2 separate regions of the Capsicum annuum genome follow, and region 1 is linked to region 2. A link is a contact called in public Hi-C data. All regions are on one chromosome and are shown on one strand. The core of a region is the stretch at or near the end of the contact, and the rest is flanking DNA. Distances in the headings are between cores, read along the strand shown.

What was found. Hi-C and Micro-C count contacts between places; a contact is called where the count stands out from the background.
Region 1: a contact with region 2 is called in a Hi-C map of bud, with 2.7 times the contacts expected there. The contact joins the promoter of LOC107876000 here to the promoter of LOC107875996 in region 2. A contact is called at or near these places in 3 of 5 Hi-C or Micro-C datasets (bud, leaf and placenta).

What each region holds. Positions count from the first base shown.
Region 1 is chr6:206,255,302-206,260,546 of UCD10Xv1.1, reverse strand. It overlaps LOC107876000 (calnexin homolog), which reads left to right and starts at 1,549. Exons shown (of 6, transcript XM_016722949.2): 1 at 1,549-1,822; 2 at 1,971-2,040; 3 at 3,443-4,563; 4 at 4,660-4,731; 5 at 4,826-4,945; 6 at 5,037-5,245. The coding sequence starts at 1,730. The coding sequence ends at 5,174.
Region 2 is chr6:206,111,570-206,116,304 of UCD10Xv1.1, reverse strand. It overlaps LOC107875996 (ACT domain-containing protein DS12, chloroplastic), which reads left to right and starts at 1,864. Exons shown (of 10, transcript XM_016722941.2): 1 at 1,864-2,313; 2 at 2,901-2,958; 3 at 3,058-3,180; 4 at 3,264-3,358; 5 at 3,561-3,645; 6 at 3,744-3,803; 7 at 4,065-4,120; 8 at 4,243-4,348; 9 at 4,470-4,538; 10 at 4,637-4,735. The coding sequence starts at 2,177. The coding sequence ends at 4,699.

The sequences.
Region 1 (5,245 bases), core at 300-2,799, 140 kb before region 2:
TCTTGACCCCTGAACCTACTAAAAAACAACATTTTAAATACTTTTTTGGTGAGTGTAACACACTTTCTCCCACGTCAGCTGCCACGTCAGCCATATCTGCCATGTCATTTTAATTTTTTTTTTAAAATAGAAAAAGTATTACATTAAATTCCAAGTCATTTTTAAAATGCTACATACAAATTAAATATTAAAATTAATTTAATTAAATAAGAAAAATTTATAAATTATAGAAAAATTTGAATAATTATTTTTAAAATAAAAAATAATAAAAAAGTATTACATTAAAATTAATTAAATATTAAAATTAATTTAATTAATTAAAATAAATTTTAAATTTAAATTAGTAAAATATTAATTAATTAAAATTCTTAACTAATTAATTTATTTAAATTAATTAATTTATCAAATTTAAAATTCTTACGTAATTTAAATAAATTTTACTTAAATAATTAATTAATTTAAAGATGATTTACATATTTAAAATATTTAATTTAAATTAATTGTGGGGCGAGGGGTTGGGTGAGGCTGGGGGGTTGGGGAAGGGCTGAGTGAGGTGGGGGCTGCTTGAGGATAGGTGGGGTGGGGTGGGGTGGGGTGATGGGCTAGGGGAGGGGTGGGGTGGGGTGGAGGGCTGGAGAAAGCGGGTTGGGTGAGGCGAGGGGCTGGGGAAGGGGTTGCGTGGGGCTGGGTAGGTTGGGGGCTTGGGAAGAGGAGGGGTTACGTGGGGCTGGATGGGCTGGGGTGGGGTGAAGGGCTGGGGGAGAGGGGTGGGTGGAGCTGGGTGGGGTGGGGATGGGGGGGGGGGGGGGTAGGGGAGGTTGGGTAGGGTAGGGATGGGTTGGAGAGGCGGTGGGGTTGGAAAAAAATTTTAAATTTATTATTTTTAAATTAAAAATGATGGAGGAAAAAAATGAGGGGCTGGGGGTGTGGGGGTGGAGACGGGCTGAGTGGGGTGTGGGGGTGGGGATGGTCTGGGGTGGGGTGGGGAGGGAAAAAATATTTTTTTAAAATTTTTTTAAAATGATTTTTTAATTTTTAAAAATATTTTTAAATTATAAAAGATGGAGGGAAAAAAGGAACCTTTTTAATTTTTTTAAAATTTTTAAAAATATTTTTAATTTATTTAAATTTTTAAAAATATTTTTAATTTTTTTTAAAATTTTTAAAAATATTTTTAAAATTTAAAAGATGCAGGGAAAAAAAGGATCTTTTTTTTTTTTTTAATTTTAATATACATATATATATTTTTTAAAATTATTTTAATGTAAAATTAACGTCTACTCGCACCCCTAGGCGAGTGGTTACACTTTCTTTGTCCTAGTCACCATGTCAATGGTCAAAAGGTGCAAAATATTGATATTTGATGGATTTAAGGGGTCCAAAATGTCCAACTTACAAAAGTGAGATAGCTGAGGTTGATAAAGTAATTTTGCCTGGAATTAACCGTCCAAATCGTAGATCCAACTTCCCCTGCAACGTGGAATATAATCATTGGTCCACTATCACGTGGCATAAAATACATTTGGCTAACCGAACCGAACTCGACGCCACATTTATTTATACTTTGAATATCTCCTCCCGCAAATTTCATTCAGTTAATCCTTTTTTTGGAGACTTATTCTTCTTGATCTATACACATTTGTTTCGTATTGTTTGTGTTTTTTCCTATTTCAGATTTCTGTTATTTTCTTCATCTATTTTCATCAGTTAATACTCCATTTATTTGGCCATGGGAGAGAGGAATTGGAGGATTTGGACACGACATTCATTGTTGTTATTGATCAGTTGCTTCGTCTCTCAACTCTACGCTTCTTCCGATGTGGTAAGATAGATATCGATCTGTAATTAGTAATTACAGTGTATGTAATATGTGATTATGTTCATGTTTGTGTTTGCAATAGTGTGTCTACTAGATCATTTTAACGATGCATATATAGCATGTAATGTGTTCATTCTTTTGTTAATTGTAGAAAGTTTACGAGCCATTCGATAAGACATTTCATGGACGTTGGATTGTGTCTGAGAAAGAGGAGTTCAATGGTAAGTGTTTTTATGGAATTTGATTTATTTATATCTGAAAATTTGAATTTTGAATTGTCGAATCTTAGGAAAGTTATACGAATGAAACAGTAATCCGAAATGAAAGTATAAAATGTTGTGGACGGTTGACTGTTCTCATTTTCTCTTTTTGGTTTAAAGTATTTAACAACAACAACATACCCGACCCCAGTATATTTTCACTTCGTGGGGTCGGGAGGGTAGAATGTATGTAGTCCATACCACTAACTCAGTGAAGTAGAAAGACTGTTTCCGATAGACTCCCATCTCGAGACCAAACAACATAGGAAAAAACATAATATAAGAACAAGAAACATAAGGTAGTAAAAACAAACAAAACAACAGACAATAAAAACAATAGACAGTATCAGAAGCAAGAATATTACCAAATAATACCACCAAGAATCTTTCCTAAATCACAAACAATACCCAAAAACTCCAAGAACAAGATACTACCCGTGAAATGCTACAACTACCAGTCTTCATCCTACTAACCTTCTACCCTAATACGTGTACTCCACATTTTTCCTATCTAGAGTCATGTCCTTGGTAAGTTGTAACTGTTCCATATAGTGATAATTTTGAATTTTGTCGAATGAATGCATTTAAGTATGGTGACGAGGTTCATCCTTTTTATGTTAATGGAACTGAGGTACCTGATGTGGCATTAGCCATTATGAATGAGTTCATGGATACCTTATTGTTTTATGGTTGTACATTATATTGGTATATGCTAGATGTTCCTACTATTATGTACTTGGCGAATATCTTTCAGATTCATGTTTCACAACATGTATCTAATTGCTGTTCTAGCCTTGGCTGAAGGTGGTGGAGGTAGTGAAATAGTAGCAAAATGTTTGAAGTAGAAACTTAGAGTTATGTTGATTAATGTGTTTCAAGTCTTGTACAACTAAAAAATAAGGGATGGTTCTTGAATTTAATATCTCTATTATGTTTCTTGTGACAACATCAGTCTATACCTACATAATCAAGGCAAAGAAGGTGATAAAAATGCTTGGTGTAATCAATTGAATATATACCATTATTCAAATCCATTAAGATATTTGCCACCCGCTCAACGTATGAACCTGGAGTTGAAATACTTTGTGTACGCTGAAGAACTGTGTCCGTGGTGACAGATATGGCCCAAAATCCATTTGTTTCGAAGAAATAGAATTCCTTGCTTCTATGTCATATTAGCCTGTCTTAGATGTTTGTGTGATGTCTTTATGTCTATAGTGCTAACTCAATTTTTGATCGTTGATAAATTTCTCATTGTCGTGTGCCTTATATCATTGTGCAATGTCTTTATTTATACAATGTCGAGTCACTCTTTGGTTGTTTCAGTTTCAAGTGTTCATATGGAGTTGTAATTGTGTCTCAGGTGTGTGGAAACATGCCAAGAGTGAAGGACATGATGACTATGGGCTTCTTGTGAGTGAGAAGGCAAGGAGATATGCGATTGTTAAGGAACTTGACAATGTTGTCAGCCTCAAAGATGGAACTGTGGTTCTTCAATATGAAGTTCGCCTCCAGGAAGGACTTGAATGTGGTGGTGCTTATCTTAAATACCTCCGCCCCCAGGAGGCGGGGTGGATTCCCAAGGAATTCAGCAATGAGTCTCCCTATACTATAATGTTTGGACCTGATAAATGTGGAGGCACCAACAAGATTCACTTCATCTTGAAACATAAGAATCCTAAGAGCGGGGAGTACATTGAGCACCACCTTAAGTTTCCACCATCTGTACCTTCTGACAAACTAACCCATGTTTACACTGCTGTATTGAAACCAAAAAATGAGTTGCTAATCTTAGTTGATGGGGAAGAGAAGAAGAAGGCTAACTTCCTCTCAGATGATTTTGAGCCACCTCTTATTCCTGCAGAGACCATTCCAGATCCCGATGATAAGAAGCCCGAGGACTGGGATGAGAGCGAAAAGATTCAAGATCCAGATGCTAAGAAACCAGATGATTGGGAGGAGGATGCACCGATGGAAATTATAGATGAGGAAGCCGTGAAGCCTGAGGGATGGTTGGACGATGAGCCTGAAGAGATTGATGATCCTGAGGCAACAAAGCCTGAAGATTGGGTTGACGAAGAAGATGGTGAATGGGAGGCTCCCAAAATTGAAAACCCGAAGTGTGAAGAAGCCCCTGGGTGTGGCGAGTGGAAAAAACCAATGAAAAGCAATCCAGCGTACAAGGGAAAATGGTATGCTCCACTGATTGACAACCCCAAATACAAGGGTATTTGGAAGCCAAGGGATATTCCAAATCCCAACTACTTCAAACTCAACAAGCCCAATTTCGAGCCTATTGCAGCAATTGGCATTGAAATATGGACAATGCAAGATGGTATATTATTTGACAATATCATAATAGCAAGTGACGAGAAAGTTGCAGAATCATACAGGAAGACTGCATGGAAGCCCAAGTTTGATGCAGAGAAAGAGAAACAGAAGGCTGAGGAAGTAGCAAACGCTGGTGAGCTGAAAGGATTCCAGGTAATTGTTTACACTTCTTCAAGATACATCCCATTGTTCTTTATTTTTCCTTTCATTCCGTCACTTGATCTGAGATATATTTGGAACACTTTGCAGAAAATGGTGTTTGATCTCCTCTACAAGGTGGCTGACATTCCCTTCTTGGGTGAACACAAGTCCAAAGTCTTGGTGAGTGAATGAACCCGGTGTTTCGACTTTGCATGTTGTTTCCTTTTTATTTTTATTTTTTATGTGTTGACTAATTCGTAGACTCGTCTTGTAGGATCTTCTTGAGAAAGCTGAAAAACAGCCCAATCTCATAGTTGGTGCTGTCGTTTCAATCATAATTATCATTTTGACAGTTTTCTTGATGTTCATCTTTGGTGGGAAGCAGCAACAGCCCGTAAGTACACCACACAGAAATAGGAAGCGAATGAAACTTCTTTCGTGTCTGTTGGGTATGTTTGATAAAAGAACACTTCTCGCTTGTGCAGGCAAAAGCTACTGGAGTGACTAAGAAAAGTGATGGTGCCGCGGCATCAAGTTCAAACAGGCAAGGAGCCACAGAGAAGAAAGAAGAGCAAAATGAGGATGCATCCGCTCCTCGTCGGAGGGCTAGACGTGAAACTTAGGGATGACAAACGAGAGACTGATGACTGCTAGAATGACTTAGATGTTTGAGTTAGGTGTTATGCTTGTCTTT
Region 2 (4,735 bases), core at 615-3,114:
AATTTTGCCTGAAACTATATATCTAGTATTAATTTCGTATATCTATTATGTGTATCTGGTATTAATTTCATATATTTATCCATACGTACCTAGTATTGATTTGATGTATCTAGCATTAATTTAATGTATTCAAAATCAATTTCATCTAGTGTATTCAATACAAATTCATACAATGAATTCAAAATAATGTATCTGATATCAAGCTGCCTAATCAAAACTTATAATACATGTATGTATTTGTGCATAGATACCTACTTAAAAGGAAAAGGAAAAAAACGAAGATCTCCACTAATAAAGCCACCAATTATACCACGACGTAGTACGGATGGTGTTATGTTCTCATATGTTGGGACTGTTGAGGGAAAGGTACTTACTACCTTTGTTTCGATAAAAATAACCTGTTTTTTTTTTTTTAATCTGTTTAAAAGGAATGATTCATTCCTCTTTTTTTTAGCAAATCTTTAATCGTAACTTTTCACATAATATGTTTATGATCACAAGATCAAAGGATATTTTGATGTGTTTGATATAACTTTAATTTAGAATTACAAAATTTAAAAATCTTCTTTATTTTCTTAAATTTTTTAATCAAAGTCAAACTAAACCATTCGTTTTTACATAACTTCTGTTTCACATTGTCACTTATCTACATAGACTATATGTCCTCAACAGATCAGCTATTTAACTTTTTTTTTTTCCCCATCTGGCGTGTTGAAGTGGATATGGGCAATGCCAAACTTCTGGATGAAAAAGTGGGAAGCACGACAGATTTAGGGTTAGAAAATTTAGAGGAGAAAGAAAAAGGAATAGGAGAGAAGGATAAATATTTTGGATAAGAAAATATTTGAAGCATAAACATGTGATAAAAGAGGTTAGCTTGATGGAGTAAATGTGTTATGTATTAAGTTTTGAGGAGAGGAAAAATCTAAATTATGAAGATATATATGATTATTTTAAAGATGTGAAAAATATTAATGATAAGGATGTTAAGGAAATGTGCAAGTTTATCCTTGAAAAAAAATTGTAAGAAATGTCTGATAACGTACCATCTTTAAAGAATTTCAAGAAAGAGGCTTAAATGAGTGATTCTAAGTAAATCTTTCTTGAAAATGAGTTATTACACGATTTGATTTAAAAAATAGCTTTTTAAGATTTAAATGTCTTCTAAAACATAATAATCATTGTGAAATTAATGAGTACGACTTATTTTAAAATTAAAAGTAATATACATACTTGATAAAATCTTAATTCTATTTTGAAATCATATAGTATATATTATTTAATAACTAATTTATTTTAACAATACTAACATAATCCGAACCAACTACTTAACCATACCTAAATTAATTATCCGTACAAAATATCGAATAGAGTGGTTCATGATTGGTTTTGGTTAGGCTAAGCTTTGATCAAACAAAGACAAAACAGGACCACAGATTTGTGCCTGTCAAGTTGTTTATGTATTATTTCTCCGGTCTCAAAATAGTTGACATAATTTTTTTCAAAAGTAATTTTAATTAGTATTTTAGTATTTATTTTTTAATCATATTAAAAAATACTACTTATAAGACTTTTCATATAGTTTTTAAATATTTAATAATTTTTTAATATCTAAATTTTACTTTTTAAATATTAAATTAATCTACTTTAATTTAATTTTAAAAATTAATCAAATTAATTCTTAAAAAACAAAACATGCTAACTATTTTATGATAGAGGAAGTATATCCTATCAATTAGGACTCATTTGGTACAAGAAATAATGAATAATTAGTTACTAAATTAATTTAAAAATTAGCTTATTTCATATTTAGTTAGAATAAAATATATTGATAACTCATTTTAAATTATAATACTGTATTTTTTTTTTTTCCCACTTTAAGAATAAAATAATTAGTCTCAAAATTAATGTTGGTTAACTTGTTTCCAACCAAACGAGCCCTTAGTATCACAAAGACAATAATAGGTGGTTTCCCATTAAAATGGCGGATATTTCTAGAATAATCAACTTGATTCCTTTTTCTCTTTAAACCAGATGGATTATCTTTTTCTGTTACCCATAGTTTTATTTTCTTAAATGAATTTCAAGAATAGGAATAAAGTTTCTACTTTTTAGTACATAGTTTATTGTCTTCCTTAAAAAATCTCTCTTCTTTCTTGATATTATTGAAACTGAAATGGCTGTGGCTATGGTTTCTTGTGGGATATCCACTAGTTTAAAACTTATAGAGAAGCAGCCCATTTCAACTCCAGGTTTCTTTAATGGATCTTTAGCTTTGAATCCTGTTCAGAGATTGCACATTACATCCAAGAGGTAAGCTGCTTTTTTGTTTGAATTTCGTTTAATTCACCTTAGCCAATTTGTTATTTATTGATTGTAGGAAGAAGAAGAATTAATAATTTTTCTAATTGTAATTTTGAAATCTTATTTTCTTCCATGTTTTTTATATATATGTTTTCTAGTAGATTTGTGAGTAGTGAGTAGTCAACTAATGTCTTTTGACTTAGTCACAAGATTTGAAATGCAGCTGGATAAATGCTTTACTATGTGTTGAGATCATAAAAAGCATCTAAAATTTTTATCCATTGGTCAATTAGGAAAGGACAATTTTTTTTTTTGTGTGTGTGTGGTGGTGGTGGTGGTGGTGTGTGTGTTTTTTTTTTGGGGGGGGGGGGGGGAGGGAAAGGGGAAATGGGGGATGACAAGACGAGGATCGAACCCTCACCAACAAGGCAAAATGATGAAAGTTCAGGTAGTCAACCAATTGAGCTACTAAGATTCTGCCATGGGCAATATTTTAACCTTACACAATATTTGAATTGAATATATGGACTTGCTAAAGTTTAGTACTTATATGGACTTGGAAATAATTTAAATCAATCTACTTTGTTTTTTTCCAGATTAGCTTTAGCTGGGAATGGAATTATTCCAAAAGCATCTGCAGCTACAGCTGTGGAGGTAACTAGCATATAACCATTGAAGTAATTGTACCTTGTTGTTTATTTTTCGTTTGCGATTGATATGTTTGTTTTTTGATTCATGTAACTGATCAAGCAGGATGGAAGTTCACAGGAGACTGCAGTTCCAATGCCCAAAGTTGTAATCGATTTGGATTCAGATCCAGAAGCAACGGTTGTAGAGGTTACATTTGGGGATCGCCTTGGTGCACTTCTCGACACAGTAAGAATCTCTTACTCTTTATGATTCAAGTGTTGAGTGCTATTGCTTCCAGTTCTTGTCTTGATTTGCAAAATGTGTTTTAGATGAATGCACTGAAAAACCTCGGGCTGAATGTTGTTAAGGCTAATGTCTGTCTTGATTCATCTGGGAAGCATAACACATTTGCCATCACAAAAGCGTAAGTTCATGTTGTAGATTCCTTTATGCTGCTAGGTGATTTTTCTGTATGTCAGAGTACTTTCTTAGTCGTTGCATACTATCAGTCATCAGATATCTGAAATATTGGAAAATACTTTCAGATGAATCTTTTATTATGGGGCTAACGGCATTAGTTTCCTGATTGAAGTTCTTATTGTTTCGCTATTGGGACTTTTTTTTAGTTCTACGGGTAGGAAGGTCGATGATCCAGAGCTGCTTGAAGCAATTCGTTTGACGATCATCAACAATATGATGGAATATCACCCGGTAGAAACTTCAGAAAGTTGTTGTGCATCAGTTGTTTGACTGTACCTCCTGAGGGATTCATATATAGCTTCTTCTTCTTACTGCAATTTCTGGTGCAGGAATCTAGCTCCAGATTAGCTATGGGGGAAGCTTTTGGTGTTTTTCAACCATATCAGAAGGTTGTTAATCGCCTTCATATGCTGTCCTCACCTCCAATGGGTGCATACGCCATTAATTATGCACGTCTATATTGGTTATTTTGAACATCATGTGGGCATGTTGTGTGTATATATATTTCTTTTGTGTGTGTGTGGAGTGGGGTTGTTTTCTGAATGTGCAAGGTTACTGCTCATCTTTGCATGCGATTAGTAATGACGAAATAGCTATCTTTCTAGTACAAGTTTAAATCTTACTTTGTTGTCTGTGCTGAAAATTTTCAGATTGACGTGGACATAGCGACCCATATCCATGTATATGACGATGGTCCTGAAAGAAGGTACGGTCTGTGTCTTGGTTCTGATCAGTACATGCCGATACTTCTAAACTGAATTATCAACTATTAAGTGATCCATTGAGTGCACCACTTGAAGAGAATAGTAAAATGCCTCTATTTTGCAGCTTACTCTGTGTCGAGACAGCAGACAGACCTGGATTGATAGTTGATCTTGTCAAGATCATTACTGACATAAACGTTGATGTTGAATCTGGAGAGTTCGATACTGAGGTGAGACTATTTGAGGAGTTTTTCTGAATCATTCACTAAACTGCTTAGGAAGTGGTTGTACCGACTAATAAGTAGCAGCAGCAGTAGCTAGCACAGAGTTAAAAAAAATTCTTTGGCGCAGGGATTGCTCGCTAAGGCAAAATTTCATGTCAGCTACAAGGGCAAGGCTTTGATCAAACCCCTTCAACAGGTAACCAGTGCTAAAGTGGAAGCAATATACGATTTCTGTTATTAGACCTTGATAGGTTAAAGAAAATTATTGACAATTTTCGGTCTTGATCCTTGCAGGTTCTTGCAAATAGCCTGCGTTATTTCTTGAGGAGACCAACAACAGAGGATGCAAGTTTTTAATAAGTGAGAAATCAATCAACAGGGTTAACCAAGTAC